5 separate regions of the Sus scrofa genome follow, and regions 2, 3, 4 and 5 are each linked to region 1. The links are chromatin contacts, called in public Hi-C, HiChIP or PLAC-seq and promoter capture Hi-C maps. All regions are on one chromosome and are shown on one strand. The core of a region is the stretch at or near the end of the contact, and the rest is flanking DNA. Distances in the headings are between cores, read along the strand shown. Region 1 holds the start of PRRC1 (protein PRRC1). Region 2 holds the start of PHAX (phosphorylated adapter RNA export protein). Region 3 holds the start of LOC100516424. Region 4 overlaps LMNB1 (lamin-B1). Region 5 holds the start of LMNB1 (lamin-B1).

Region 1 (2,700 bases), core at 169-2,668:
CTTGCTCATTTGTCCTATCTGAAGTGGCCTACGGAAATTATGGTCAATATCACATCCCCCTATTGACTTTCTTCAAAGTGCTCATTGCAAACAATACTTCCTTTGTTTATTTTCCTGTTCATAGTCTCTCTCTCTATGAGAATGAAAGCTCCCTCACTGTCTGGATCTTGTCTGTCTTGTTCATTGCTAAATTTCCCATACTGATGTTCAGCCCATCACAGCCACTAATAAATATGTGTAGAATGAATGAAGAAACCAGGAGATCTTACAGCTGTCAAGGGTGTCAACCCAAGAGGATAGAGATGGTAACTGTTTTCAGCACCATCCCAAACAGCACTTTCTGTAGAGTTATCTAGACAACCACCTACACACATTCTCAGTGGATAGAATAAGAGTCATTACCAAAGGCAACAACCCACTGCCCCTGCAAATCACTTTGAAGTTAGGGCAGAGTTAAATAGTGTTAACTCTTCAATGAGGTATTTTTAAATGCTTTAAGCTGTCAAGTCAAGATATCTGTTAATGTTAAATCTACTAATGAGTTCCTGAAGGAATTTGGAAACAACAAAAACAATTTTTTCTGTGTTTCACACTCCTTTGAAAAGCACTTGCATATGTCTTAACTTATTTGACTCCGCTATCTGCTTGATTAGATAGGGCAAATGGTATTATTCCCATCTTACAGGTGGAAATAAGGAGAATTAGGGGGGGAAAGTAACCTGTAGAAGGTCACGTAATCGCACAAGTGGCATGAGGGCATTCCTAGAGCCAAACCGGGACTTCTGATTGCAAATTCCATATTTTTCTCCATATTCATTGATTTATTTAGTATATATTATTGAGCACTGACTTTCAGGAGCTATTTTAAGTGCGGCACAGAACGTTAAGGAAGTTGATCATCTTTGGTTTTGGTTTTCCATCTTTTTTTTTTTTTTTAAAGAAAGTGTAATACAAGAACTTGGCGGGGGGGGGGCGGGGGCGGGAATCAGTATCCTTTTCCCCACCCTGCTCTCGCTCCTGTAAATCTTTTTAAAATAACGTAGGATAAGCCTCCCGCTTCTAGAAAGAGGTCTTGCCTGGAGGTGGGAATTGGACTGGATCATCCCGGCTAACTTATCGCCACCCCCGCGAGGGGGCCACGGCACAAGGTAAGCCAGCTACACTCGGTAACAAGTGTTTCCTTCTCGCAGCAGAGGTTGCAGAGTGGAAAGGTGGGCAGAACTGCTCGAGAAGCCTTCTCGAGCGAGGGAGCGCCCAAGCCGGGCGAGAAGGAGTAACTTTGGATCTAAGGTACTCGAGCAGGTTTAACTAGCGCTCTCGGGGCGGGGCTCCAAGCGAGCGAGAGGGGCGGGGCGGGGCGGGGGCGGGACGAAGCGCGGGGGCGGGGCCATGCGAGGCGCGGGGGCGGGGCCAGGCGCGGGGCGGGGCGGCGGCGCCGACGTGGCAGCCGCAGGGGCTTGCGCCTCCGGTGGCCATCTTGGCGGCGCGGGTGCGCGGGGCGAGCTCTCGGCGGCATCCACCTCGTCTTCTCGCAGCCGTAGTCTCACACCCCAGCCTCCCTAGCTTCCGCTTCACACTGCCAGGCAGTCACTTTCTCGGTCCCGCAGGTGAGAGCCAGGCTGCCAGCAGCGCGGGAGCAAGTGGGTGATGGGATAGGTCGCGGGCGCCCAAGCCGGCGCCTAGGGGCGCAGTCGCTGAGGTGGGCTGGCCGGCCTGTGCCCAGGGGCGCCAGGGTATTTCGGGAGTCCCTTCGTGGTGCAGTCCGAGAGCGGGCTGTGGGAGCATGCAGGGTGCGGCCCGGGCACCGGTGTGCTTCGCGAGATAAGAGGTCCCATCCGCGGTTTGCGCCGTGGGTGCGGCTCGGGGGTCTTATCCGGCACTTTGCTGTTGCGCTGAGACCGACGCCGGCGCCCGCGGCTATTTGGCTCCCGCTTTCTACGCGCTGGCTGGAGGGCAAGAACAGAGGCTGTAGCCCACTGACCTTAGCCCAGGCTAGCCCAGCCCGGCCTGGAGACGTGGCAGAGCCTGGGGGAAGGCCGCTCCCGCCTGGGAGACTCCTAGGTCAACAAATCGGACTGGCAAAGGAAAGTAGCTTCTTTTCCCATAGGTTCCCCCATCGGTGCCCAGCGCTGCTCCAGAGGACTTTTGCGCTCTCTCTTTGTTGGTTCTTGGGACCTGCTTCAGGAAAATTTGCGGGATAGCCCGTGTCCTCGATTGGCAGAATTTGTCCAATCCAGGGGAGTTTTTTTCATTCGAAGTAGTTATTTTGAGAGGCAACATGTAGGTTTCTGCCAACGTAATGCATTTTGGCATGCCAGTCTTTTTTCTGTACAGCCGCTGTGTAGTCAGTGAACATTTGCGTGGAAGTTATTTTGGGATCAGAACTGAGAATGCGAGAATGCGGAGACAAAACTCAGACCCTCCTTCAGTGCTCAATGTATGGTAGTAGAGCCTGTCTTTTGAACCAGTAGCACATTAACAGTAATAATGGCTGGTAATAGCTTTTACGTTTATCAGAGCTTCATTATTCTGTTTCTTGTATTCTTCTAAGTAGCCATCTACTTTTTAACAGAAAAACCACGGCACAAGCAAATTGTAAGCAGGGTCCTTCCAGAGACTAAGGACTCAATTTTCCAAGCCATTTCCATCACTTTTTCTTTGATGTTGATCCATTAATATTTTTGTGTGCGAGTCTGAATA
Region 2 (2,700 bases), core at 95-2,594, 730 kb before region 1:
GTTAAGGATCCAGTGTTACCACAGCTGTGGTGTAGGCTGCCGAGCAGGCTCAGAGCAGGCTCAGATTCAATCTCTAACCATGGGACTCATATGCCTCCAGCACAGGCAAAAGGGGGGGAGGGGGTAGATCTTTATATTTTGATATAGAATAAGTCCAGAATAAGCTGCTATATATATATATTTTTTTTTGAGGGGGGGGTTGCGGGGTTGGGGAGGGGCTTCCATATGCTGCAGGCCTGACCATAAAAATAAAAAAAATAAAGAATAGTAAAGGGTACAAATAAGATCCTCTTCATGCAAAAAAAAAAAAAAAAAATTCAATGAATATTTCTTGACCATCTTTATATACAGGAAGTCACCTGACTGGACATAGGTGGGAAAAATAGTGAATAAAGCAGACATTTTAGTGGAACTCAGACGAGAAAGAAAAATACACATGGCAATTGATGCCATGAAGGAAAAAAAAAAAAGAGGCTGAGAATGACAGTAGAGGACTCTATTTTAGCGAGGGTGGTCAAAGAACACCTTTTATTAAAAGGTGGCATTTATTTGTTGTGCACCTGAAACTAATACAACATTGTAAGTCAACTACAATAAAATTACAAAGAACAAAGGTGGCAGGGAGTTCTCCGATTGTCTAGCGGGTTGAGGCACTTGTGTTCTCACCACTGTGGCTCTGATTGCAGCTGTGTGGTTGTAGGTTCTATCCCTGGCCCTGGAATTCCCACAACTGCCTGGGTGGCAAAAAAGAAAAACGAACAAAAAAACCAAGAGAGAACCTGAAATGTTGCACTCTCATTTAAAAAAGAAAAAAAGAAAAGAAAAACCGGTGTTATTTTATCAGAATTCTGAATCATCTGAGAGCATAACCTAGGTAAGAATAGGGTGTCGGGATGTTTGAGCCTCTGCCAGGCAGAGGGAACAGCAACAGCAAAGGCCTTGGGGCGGCGAAAGGACAAAGGCTGCCTGAGGAACAAGAGCGTGAGCAGCGACAGTGTGGCTAAAGAGCCGCTGGGGAGGGACACCAGACTGAGGGACACACCTGCAGCCCTGCTGGCTGTGCAGTGAACTCAGCGTGTGGGGGAAAGCCCTGGAAAGTCTGAGCAGGGCGGCGACCTCACCTCCCGTTTGGAAGGCTCTCCAGGAAGCTCCACGCAGAGTGGATCTCAGAGGAGCAAAAGTAGAAGCAGGAAGGCATGCACAGAGCATCCAGGTGAGCGTTGTGAGGCCGAGGAAGGAATCCCCCAAGGCTGCCATCCGCCCGCAGGTTTAGGTTACAAGGAAACAGGTCAGAAGAAAAGGCGCCAGAATGCTGGCGCTGCAGGGCACTCCATTTTCCCAGAGTAGCGCCAGGGAACGCTGTGCAATGACGAGGCGACATCTGCGAATCCCGACCCAGGCGTCTGGGCCAAGCCCCCACCGGCCGCCGGGGCTGCCACAGCCCCCTCGCGGGGGCGCCCGAGCAGCCGCCGCCCGCCGGACCCGCCCGCCGCCCCGCCGGAAGTGCTCTCCGGCCCGCTGCGCGGCGCCGCGGGAAGATGGCGCAGGAGGCCGGCGACATGGAAGATGGGCAGCTTTCCGACTCGGATTCCGACATGACGGTGGCACCCAGCGAGAGGCCGCTGCCGGTGCCGGTGAGTGCGGAGGACGGCCGGGTGACTCTGGGCTGGGAGGGCGGAGCCCTGGCTGCGAGGAGCCGCAGGCGGCCCTCGGCGCGAGCCGGCCTGGCGGGGAGGGTGAGGGCCCGGCGGGCGTCCTCCGGCCCGGCGCGCGGAGCTGAGGAGTCGGCGGCGCGCAGAACCCGGGGGGCGGCGGCGGGGGTGGCGGCGGCAGCGGGCCTTCTGAGCCCCGCCGGCATCTCTTTGCAAGGCGGGGCCCACGAGGTGTGCGGCCTCTTGAGAGGCGGGCGTACGACCATCTCTTCCCCGCCTCGCGTGATCCGCTCCGCGTTTTCTAAACCTACAGGCTTCCCCACATCGGCGCCACTAGGTTCTCCCAGACGGGCAGATTTTGCCCAAGGTATAGAACTGGAGGACATCGGTCCGCAAACAGCTTTTGGCGCTCCTTTTCGCCCTGAGCAGATAGGGAGTGAAGACCTGGGGTGAAGTTCATCACCTGCTCAGGGGCCTGGTCTTTCATATTCCCATGGAAGACTATGGAAGCTCCGTTTTGCCATAATGTGGCACTAGGTTTTGTGTTAGCTTCCTAGTTTTCTACGTAGGTGTTTGTCTTTACCGCCCTACTAAGTAGCAAGCTCTTGTGGTTCTAAATGCCTGGTTGCCCGCTTTCAAATTCTAGCGCCGCCACCGGGTGATGGGTATTTTAGCCGGTGGCCCCATCTTTAGAATAGGAATGATAATAGTATGGCACTGATAGGCTGTAAGGTTTCAGAGGAGCCTGAGTAATGGCCGACCGGGGTTAGTGTCATTATTATTTCAAGATTAAAAGACTTATTTTCTTGACCTGAATCTCCCCACTCCCACTTCTAGCATATAATAGGAACTCAACAAATTGTTTAACGTAAAGGTGATTGCTTTTGCATAGAAATGTCTTAGGAAAATCGGTACCAAGATATTTTTATTTTTCAATCTTTTAGTTTATATTGCATAGATTAACCCATGACTTAGTGAACCTAATGCCATGAACTCTGCGGTTTTAAAAGTATTTTGTCAGAAATTTCTACCCATAGAGGAGTTTATT
Region 3 (2,700 bases), core at 39-2,538, 570 kb after region 1:
AGCCCAATTCTTCATACCCCAAGCACGTCAAAACTTCCTAGTTAGTAGTCCACGGTTAGTTATTGCTTTCAGTGTATTCATTTATATGCTGTTTCCTATTTTGGGGGGGGAAATGCTACAAGTTAAAAAGGCTCCTTTCTCACCTTCGAACATCACAGCTTTTAAAATGATGGTGTAATCGGAAATGCAGACACACCCACTGCATCTCCACTGGAATTCGTATCTGGTTATGCAAATCTAACGCTGCCAGGCGGGTAAACGCCTCAAAGGCAGCCCAGAGGAAATCCTGCCTCCCTCTAGGCTCAGGCCTGGAGTGGGTGAGGGGATTCGCGGCGGTCCAGAGCTCCTAGCAAGGCCAGGCCTTGCTGGAGGGTGCACCTTGCCCCCAACTCCGGAAGCACCTGCGGGCCCAAGAAGAAAGCCCCAGACATCACCCGCAGGAGAGCAGGGCGGTTAGCGGCACCGGCATCGCCTCGGGTACCACGCGCCGCAGGGGAAGCGGCCGGGTAGTCCTGCAGCATCTCGCGAGATCTCGCCGGCTGGGTCCAATACTGAGAGCTCAGAAACGTAAAAAAAAAAAAAAAAAAAAAAAAAACCAAAAAAAGGAGCAGGCGATACTCTCCGGGGCCACCACCGCGGTGGCAGCTGTCGCTGGAACATCAGCAATAAGCGTGTGCCGAGGCAGGGGCAGCGCTCCCCTTCGCCGGCCCGGCCGGGCACCGTCCGCAGCCCGAGTTGCCGTGGCCTGGGCTGCCGGCCCACTGACGCGCGGTCCCAGGGGCGGGGAGAGAGGGAGGCGGCCGGGGGGCCCGTTCCTCTCCGCCGCAGAGCGGGGCGGGGGAGGGAGGTGGAGGGGTTGGAGGAGGACGACGGAAGAGGAGGAAGCGACGCGGAGATCTTCCCGGAGACGACAACGAGGCGGCGCCCGACCGCTCCCGGACTGTGCTGCTCGTGCTGCCCGAGGCCCGGCGTGGACTGGCCGGACGCGATTCCTGCGTTGGATCGCGCTGGAGCCTGGCACCGAGAGAGTCTCCGCTGCGCGCCACTGCGGGATCGCGGGTGGGCGGGCTGAGAGGCGGAGGAGCCGCGGGCCCCGCCTCCCGCGTGCAGCAGCCGGAGCCGCCACCACCGCGGCCCCGCCGAGGCTTTAAACAGCGGGGACCGCCCCGCGGCTGCTGCACTCGCGCGCAGACTCGCCTGTCGGAGGCGTTCGTGCCGGCCCGGGCTAGCGGCCGCGAGCGCGACTGGGAGAGCGACTCCCTTACCTGGCGTTGCGGCCGCAACCATCGCCGGCCAGGGGTGCGGAGGGCGTGCAGTCCGCGAGGTCCGCCAGGCTCTCTCGGTCCGCCGGGGGTCGGGCGGAGATGGAGCCGGGGCCCAAGGCGCCCTCCCCCGGCGCCCCGAGGCTGGCGGCGGGTGGGGAGACGCCTCCAGCCGCCGCGCTGGCTGCCGCCGGGGTGGACCTGCCCGGCACGGCGGTGCCCTCAGTGCCTGAGGATGCTGCGGCTGCGAGCCGGGGTGGCGGCGGGGTGCGCGGGGAGGGTGCCGCGGCGGCCGGGGACGGACTGGGCAGACCCTTGGGGCCCACCCCGAGCCAGAGCCGCTTCCAGGTGGATCTGGTTTCGGAGAATGCCGGGCGGGCGGCGGCGGCTGCTAGCGCTGGCGCGGGCGGCAAGGAGACCCCGGCAGACGGGAAAGCCAACGGCGAAAGCGGTCTAGCCAAAGGCAGCGAGGAAGCCAAGGGCCGTTTCCGTGTGAACTTCGTGGACCCGGCTGCCTCTTCGTCGGCGGATGAGAGCATGTCGGATGCGGCGGGGATCGGCGGCGAAGGGCCCAACGTGAGCTTCCAGAACGGCGGGGACACAGTGCTGAGCGAGGGGAGCAGCCTGCACTCGGGCGGCGGTGGCGGCAGTGGGCACCACCAGCACTACTACTATGACACCCACACCAACACCTACTACCTGCGCACCTTCGGCCACAACACTATGGACGCCGTGCCCAGGATCGACCACTACCGGCACACAGCGGCGCAGCTGGGTGAGAAGCTGCTCCGGCCCAGCCTGGCAGAGCTTCATGATGAGCTGGAAAAGGTGAGCTCCCCTGGCCCTCTCTCTGCAGCCCTGCCTGCTTCCCCCAGCCACTAGCCCTCGCTGACCGTGGGTTATAGTCGCGCACCCGCGGGTGAAGCGGTGGGAATGGACGTGCATGACTCGCTGGCATCTCTGGATTCAGCTGTCAAGGGTGGAATTGCAGAAGAATGTAACTTAATCTCTTAAAAGTTTGCAGCGGGTTGGGCTAGTTACGTGATACCGGAGAGACTGCATTTAACAACCTTTCCCATCCAGTTATATATCTTGCGTACGGTTTTTTTTCCCTCCTCACCCACGCTTAAACAATTACCATTCTTCTGAATGACAGTTGTGCTTTAAAGCCCCAGAAGGGAATGTGCAGGAGGTTTAGGTGAGGACTTCTCTCTGGAGAGCGTGGAGATCATCCACCTACCGTCGGTGTCCTTTTTAAAAGGTTGTACTATATGGCTTATGTACACCCATTAGGGTTCCCAAGAGTGGGGATATAAGTGTTTGAAGGGAAAAATCTTACCAGGGTGTGTTTGTGGTCTATGAATTATTAAGTCTCAATTCCTGCAATCTTGACTATGCAAAGATCATAGAAATCTTAGGTCTTGGGGCAAGCTGTTTC
Region 4 (2,700 bases), core at 138-2,637, 580 kb before region 1:
TTGATTTTAATTAATTATATTGGAATTATTAATAAGTAATGAGCCTTCAGTTTATATTCTCAACTGTTTAAGTCTGATCATTCATCAAAATTCCTACCCTTATCCTATAAGACTTCATCTCCATAACTCCAAAGTTATAAATCTGTTGGTTTTGCTTAATTAGCCCCAGTCCTACTCCAAATAAACATTCTTTTATGCGTTCAGCCTCCAGAGTCGAGAACTACTTGAGGGTGGGTTATGCTGCAGTAAGGTTTTGGCACAGATACTTCTTTATTCATGTTGGAGGGATATTTAAGAACAAATATTTTACACTTGGCTTTAACAAGAAACAGACAGAAGATCCATTTCCTGCCCTTATGGGGAGCATTATATGACTGGATATAAAATAACAATATAAGAGATATCTCAGGGTGCCAGACTAGTGGCTCAGAGCATGAGTTGTAGCAGTCGGATGCTAGAGAAAGCTCTTTAGGTCACTAGAATAGTTGAGAAGATCTCTGGGAAATAGGCTCCTCCAGTATTTTGAAGGACCAGCAGTTATTTGGGTATCAAAAGGCAGATATTGGTATTCTGTTGATACTCAGATTATCTGTTAGTACATTAAGAGACCACCTTAAAACTCGGGGGGCTTAAAACAATGAATTATAATCCCTGTGATTCTGTGGTTTGACTGGGCTTAGCTAGGCAGTTCTTTTGTTCCCCACCATGGAGGGTGAGTTCAGTCATGCAGCTGCACATAGCTGGAAGCTTGGTTGGGGCTAGAATGTTCTCCATGTCTGTTTCTTTGTGGTTTCTCACCATTTGGTAGTTTAGCCCAACCTTTGTTTTGCTGGCTTCCATTGATGAAAATGGAGAGCATTAGATCTCTTAAAGGCCTCTCTTCTCTTGGAGTAAGTCATAGGCCAGCTCCAGTTCCAGGGGAGCGAGGAGCGGAAAAGAATTTATGATGATCTTTTAATTCATCCCAGGCAGTATGTCACAACTTGAGCATTGGGTATATCTGTCCGCCTAGTTGTGTCGTAGGGTGTGTGTGAGAGAGTCTGGAACGCCTAGGCAAGTAGCTTTGCACACTTTGGAGCAAAGGAGAAGGTGGGCAGTATCAGGGCGACTACCTCTAGAAGGGAGATTGTAGAGACTGAGGGCCGATACAGATAGAGATTCACGAAGGCATAGTGGCTGAACTTGAGGGTTAGAGAAGGAAAAAGAAATCAGAGGTGTGTGAGGTTTTAGCTTTTGTGATCAGGTACGATAATGATAGCAAGGCTCAAAACAGGGGAGATGGAGGGTGGATCAGCTATTTTGACGTCACGTTAGAGAGTGACTCCATTGGCCTTTCACACTAATGAGACGGTTTTTTGGTTGACCTTTAAGAAACCAATTTCAGTTTAGTCAAGTGGTGAGTCACAGTCATATTGCGAGATTTTAAGGAATCAGTGAGTGATAAAGAAGTGGATAGAGGGAGCCACTTTGACTTCACATCTGAGAATGAACCCAGGGCACATGCTTCGGGATCAGCCAGCTGCCCATCCACGCAGCCGTCTCCTCTGATGTGGTTGTTCAGAATGCTGTTCACTCGTCTCCTGTTTCCTAGTTAGAAACGGAGGTTACTGAATAGCAGTTTTCTGCTTCAGCTGCATGTTAGAATTACTTAGGGAGCTTTAAAATCACACATAAAGAAATACTCTTCTCCAGTCGAATGAGGAATTCTGGTGTAATTGATCTAGGGACCTAGGTCAGGATTTTTTTCAAAGCTCCCCCGGGTGTGAATGTGCAGCTACAGTAGAGAATCACTGTCTGGGACGGTGTTGATGCCGTCTAGGGAAGACGTCCGAGAGAGAAGGTTAAAAAAGGGTAAGTGAGAAGTAATAAAGGTCCGCGCGAAGCTCAGTACTGCTGAACTTGTCGTATCTCTGCCTTATTTTGAAATGCTGTGATCCGTTTTCTCCTTCGCACTAATGGTTCTCTCTGTTTTCCTCATCAGGGAGCCCCCAGAGGTTCCAATAGAAGCTGTGCGATTATGTAAACTTCTCAAGTCGACTGTCTTCCTCCAAATAAAGAAGTAGGGTAATCCTTACCTACATGCAGTGCAGAGCCTTCTCAGAAGCACAGAATATTTTTATATTTCCTTTATGTGAATTTTTAAGCTGCGAATCTGATGGCCTTAATTTCCTTTTTTGACACTGAAAGTTTTGTAAAAGAAATCATATCCGTACACTTTGTTGCAAGATGTGAACTGTCGACACTGAACTAACTGTGTACTGTTTGGAAAAGGTCCCTCAAATTTTTGACATGTTTTTTGTATGTGTGCTTTTTTTTAAGTTCTTACGAGAAGGGGAGGGGAGGGTAAATAAACCACTGTGTGTCTGGGTATAATTTGAGATTGCTGCATCTAGATTAGCAATCTGCTCTTGATTATTCTCTGCTATATATAACGGTGCTGTGACGAGGAGAAAAGCATTTTTCAATATATCGAACTTTTGTACTGAATTTTTTTGTAAAAACAATCAAGGCTACAAAAATTTTTTTTTAAAATAGAAAAGAGAAATTTTGTAAGAAGGCAATATTAATCTAATCATCATGTAAGCACTCTGGATGAAGGATTCCACAAAACTTTGTTTTATGGTTACTTCTCGTAGATTCTTAATTCACGAGGGGAACGGGAGGGGTGAGGGGGGAGGGAAGGGTTTCTCCTAAAATGCA
Region 5 (2,700 bases), core at 50-2,549, 640 kb before region 1:
TTATTAAAGTAACCTGTAATTATTCTACAGATGTGTCCCTAATAGGTTATGAGGTGCTCGTCTAGGTTATAGTTAAGGGCAAGGCTCTGGAGTCAAATGAAGCCGCTTGGGTTTCAGTGCAGTCCTGTGTCCTGCTCTGCTGTAAGGAAATTCATCTATTACATGGACACATTTTCTTTTTTTGGCCACCCCGGCTATGTGGAAGTTCCCTAGCCAGGGATCGAACGGGCGCCACGGCAGCGACCCAAGCACCTGCAGTGACAACTCCTTGATCCTTAATCCACTGAACCCAAGAACTCCCCAAGGATACATTTTCAAATGCAAAGACTCCAGTTCCCACATCAAAAGCAAGTGTGTGGACGGATAATTCAAGAAAAGCTCAGGTAAGGCACATAGACAATTTCAGTGTCAGCCTGAAAGTTAAAATGGATTCATGGACATTCTATTGGCATTGTTGTCAATTACATTTTAGGGATCCCTTTTTAAAGCAAAAGTCATTTCTACTTAAGTTTTCACAAGTTTAGATCTTGATGCATCAGATTTTACTGCAGCATGACAATAAACAGCATGTTTACTATCTGCTTAGTAACATGTTAATCGTATCACTTGTGAGGTGGTTTTGATTTTATAGCGCCCTAAATTGTTAAGAAATAGATGGATCAGGGACTGCTCATCAGCAGTTGGCGTTTCTGGGATCTTATCTGTCGGCTTGGCTGCAGGACACGCGTGCGTCAATTTGATGGGAGGAGGTGTTCTGATACACCATTTTCCCCTTGAGAGAAAAAAGGCTTCCCTTGGACCCCGCACGCAGTTGGTTTTGAACCTCGGACACCAGCGTCCATTACGTAACTCCAAGGCGGCCCGGCCTCCAGGCAGTTTTCCGAACCCTCTCCGCGGGGCGGGGTATAAGGTTACAATGCCCGCGGTCGTCCCGGCCTCTACGAGTTTTGCGCGTGGCTGTTAGAGACGTTTACTTTTGAATTTCCCTGAACCGCCGGGTGTGGGCGGCGGCTCGGACCCGCCCCGGAAACCTCTGGGCTCCTTCCCGCCATCCGCTGGCCCGGCCCCGCCGGGGGTCCCCGCAGGGTGGTGGGGAAGACCAGGCCGGCTCAGGGCCCCGGGCCGCCGCGCGAGCAGTCCTCGCCGCCCCTCCCCGCCGCCCTCAGTCCTTCCCCCGCCACGCCCAGCCAGGCGCTCACAGACCCGACAGTTGCCAGAAGGCATGATTTTGAATTTACAGGCCCGCCCCCTGCTGCTGGCTCCCCATTGGCCAGTGACGGTCACGTGAGGTATCAGAGCGCGCCGGCCATCTTGGGAAGCGCGGCGCCGCGGTCCGCGCCACCTCCGCCCCCGCCCGCCCCTCCGCCCTCCTCCCCCCGCCCGCGGCTCAGCGCCGTTTGAGAGGAAACAAAGTGCTGCGGGCGGGAGACTCAGCGGCGGCGGCGGCGCGCGGATTCTGCTCGGCCATCCCGGCCACCCTTGCCCCGTATTTCCCGAGCGTGTGTGTGCGCGCGTGTGTGAGTGTGTGCATGTTTTCTTACACAGGATATTTTACGACTGATTGATTTTGTAGTCCTCCCCCTTTGCCCTTTGTGCTGTAACCCCTCTCCCGCCATCCCAGGTGCTTCGTCCTTCCTCCTCACGCCGGTCTCTCCGCGAGCGTGGGTCGCCGGTTCGCGCCTTCTCTCCCGCTTCGGCCCCTGCCGCCCCTCTTATTCCCGTGCTGCCCACGGCCTCCGCGCCCCGCTCTCCCCGCCGATCGCCATGGCGACAGCGACCCCCGTGCAGTCGCGCACGGGCAGCCGCGCGGGCGGCCCCACCACGCCGCTGAGCCCCACGCGGCTGTCGCGGCTGCAGGAGAAGGAGGAGCTGCGCGAGCTCAACGACCGGCTGGCCGTGTACATCGACAAGGTGCGCAGCCTGGAGACAGAGAACAGCGCGCTGCAGCTGCAGGTGACCGAACGCGAGGAGGTGCGTGGCCGCGAGCTCACCGGCCTCAAGGCTCTCTACGAGACAGAGCTGGCCGACGCACGACGCGCGCTCGACGACACGGCCCGCGAACGCGCCAAGCTGCAGATCGAGCTGGGCAAGTTCAAAGCCGAGCACGACCAGCTGCTCCTCAAGTGAGTGCTCGCCTGGCGGCCGCGGTAACTCACACGAGGGGTGGGGGGCGCAGCTCGGGCGGGAGGGTGAAGGCCTGGGTGCCTACGCCCTTCGGAAAGGGCAGGGTTTCCATCTCCAAGAAGGAGGAAGAATCTAGTGTTTTTCAGCAGGCGCAGGGGTCCCGCAGGGGCCTCAAGTTGTAGCGGTGGTAAAACCGGGATGTACATTTCCCGATCTTGGGTTCCCTGTGGGACCCGGCGAAGTGCGCGCCTCTGACCGCGGAGGAGTAACGCCCGGCTTCGGGCCTCGGACTCCGGGATCCAGAAGGCTTTTGCGCGCCGAGGCCGGGCAAGCGCCAGGTGCGGGGAGGTGGCTTCTGGGCACGCGCTTAAATGCGCGCCACGGTTTCCGGCCGGACCGAGACAAAGCGTCTGGTGGGTTTGCGGGGCAGGAATGGCCGGCTGGGGAGGACGGGCTGCCGGCCTAGAGAATGAATGAGCTCTGCGCGGGCGGAGAGAGGAAGGGGAGGGACCTGCCTCTGGCGTCCTGGTCTCCCGGGGGTGGGTCTCGCTTTGGCGCGCTCAGTTTTGGCCCTGT

What was found. Promoter capture Hi-C pulls out the DNA fragments that hold promoters and counts their contacts. Hi-C and Micro-C count contacts between places; a contact is called where the count stands out from the background. HiChIP or PLAC-seq counts read pairs in DNA pulled down with a chosen protein or histone mark.
Region 2: a contact with region 1 is called in an H3K27ac HiChIP or PLAC-seq map of skeletal muscle, with 3 times the contacts expected there. The contact joins the promoter of PHAX here to the promoter of PRRC1 in region 1. A contact is called at or near these places in 3 of 5 promoter capture datasets (fetal liver, fetal skeletal muscle and liver) and 2 of 2 datasets of contacts at active chromatin or transcription factors (alveolar macrophages and skeletal muscle).
Region 3: a Hi-C map of skeletal muscle shows a contact between it and region 1, with 5 times the contacts expected there. The contact joins the promoter of LOC100516424 here to the promoter of PRRC1 in region 1. A contact is called at or near these places in 2 of 47 Hi-C or Micro-C datasets (skeletal muscle and subcutaneous adipose tissue).
Region 4: a contact with region 1 is called in a Hi-C map of embryonic fibroblasts, with 4 times the contacts expected there. The contact joins the enhancer-like site here to the promoter of PRRC1 in region 1. A contact is called at or near these places in 3 of 5 promoter capture datasets (fetal liver, fetal skeletal muscle and liver), 2 of 47 Hi-C or Micro-C datasets (embryonic fibroblasts and subcutaneous adipose tissue) and 2 of 2 datasets of contacts at active chromatin or transcription factors (alveolar macrophages and skeletal muscle).
Region 5: a contact with region 1 is called in a promoter capture Hi-C map of fetal liver, with 5 times the contacts expected there. The contact joins the promoter of LMNB1 here to the promoter of PRRC1 in region 1. A contact is called at or near these places in 2 of 5 promoter capture datasets (fetal liver and liver) and 1 of 47 Hi-C or Micro-C datasets (liver).

What each region holds. Positions count from the first base shown.
Region 1 is chr2:130,442,149-130,444,848 of Sscrofa11.1, forward strand. PRRC1 (protein PRRC1) reads left to right here and starts at 1,419. Exons shown (of 9, transcript XM_021084706.1): 1 at 1,419-1,607.
Region 2 is chr2:129,712,299-129,714,998 of Sscrofa11.1, forward strand. PHAX (phosphorylated adapter RNA export protein) reads left to right here and starts at 1,345. Exons shown (of 5, transcript XM_005661605.3): 1 at 1,345-1,634. The coding sequence starts at 1,539.
Region 3 is chr2:131,015,253-131,017,952 of Sscrofa11.1, forward strand. LOC100516424 reads right to left here and starts at 1,289. Exons shown (of 6, transcript XM_021084715.1): 1 at 144-1,289. The coding sequence starts at 1,287. The coding sequence ends at 454. SLC12A2 (solute carrier family 12 member 2) reads left to right here and starts at 1,178. Exons shown (of 27, transcript XM_003123899.5): 1 at 1,178-2,090. The coding sequence starts at 1,365.
Region 4 is chr2:129,859,429-129,862,128 of Sscrofa11.1, forward strand. It overlaps LMNB1 (lamin-B1), which reads left to right. Exons shown (of 11, transcript XM_003123882.5): 11 at 1,982-2,700. The coding sequence ends at 2,023. Among named protein-coding and RNA genes, the nearest start is that of LMNB1, 54 kb to the left of the region's middle. Within about 2 kb of position 1,388, at least 4 of the 83 cell types and tissues checked have an H3K27ac peak or open chromatin away from gene starts, as enhancers often do. A contact at or near this core is called in alveolar macrophages and embryonic fibroblasts, where this site is marked.
Region 5 is chr2:129,805,929-129,808,628 of Sscrofa11.1, forward strand. It overlaps LMNB1 (lamin-B1), which reads left to right and starts at 1,300. Exons shown (of 11, transcript XM_003123882.5): 1 at 1,300-2,123. The coding sequence starts at 1,765.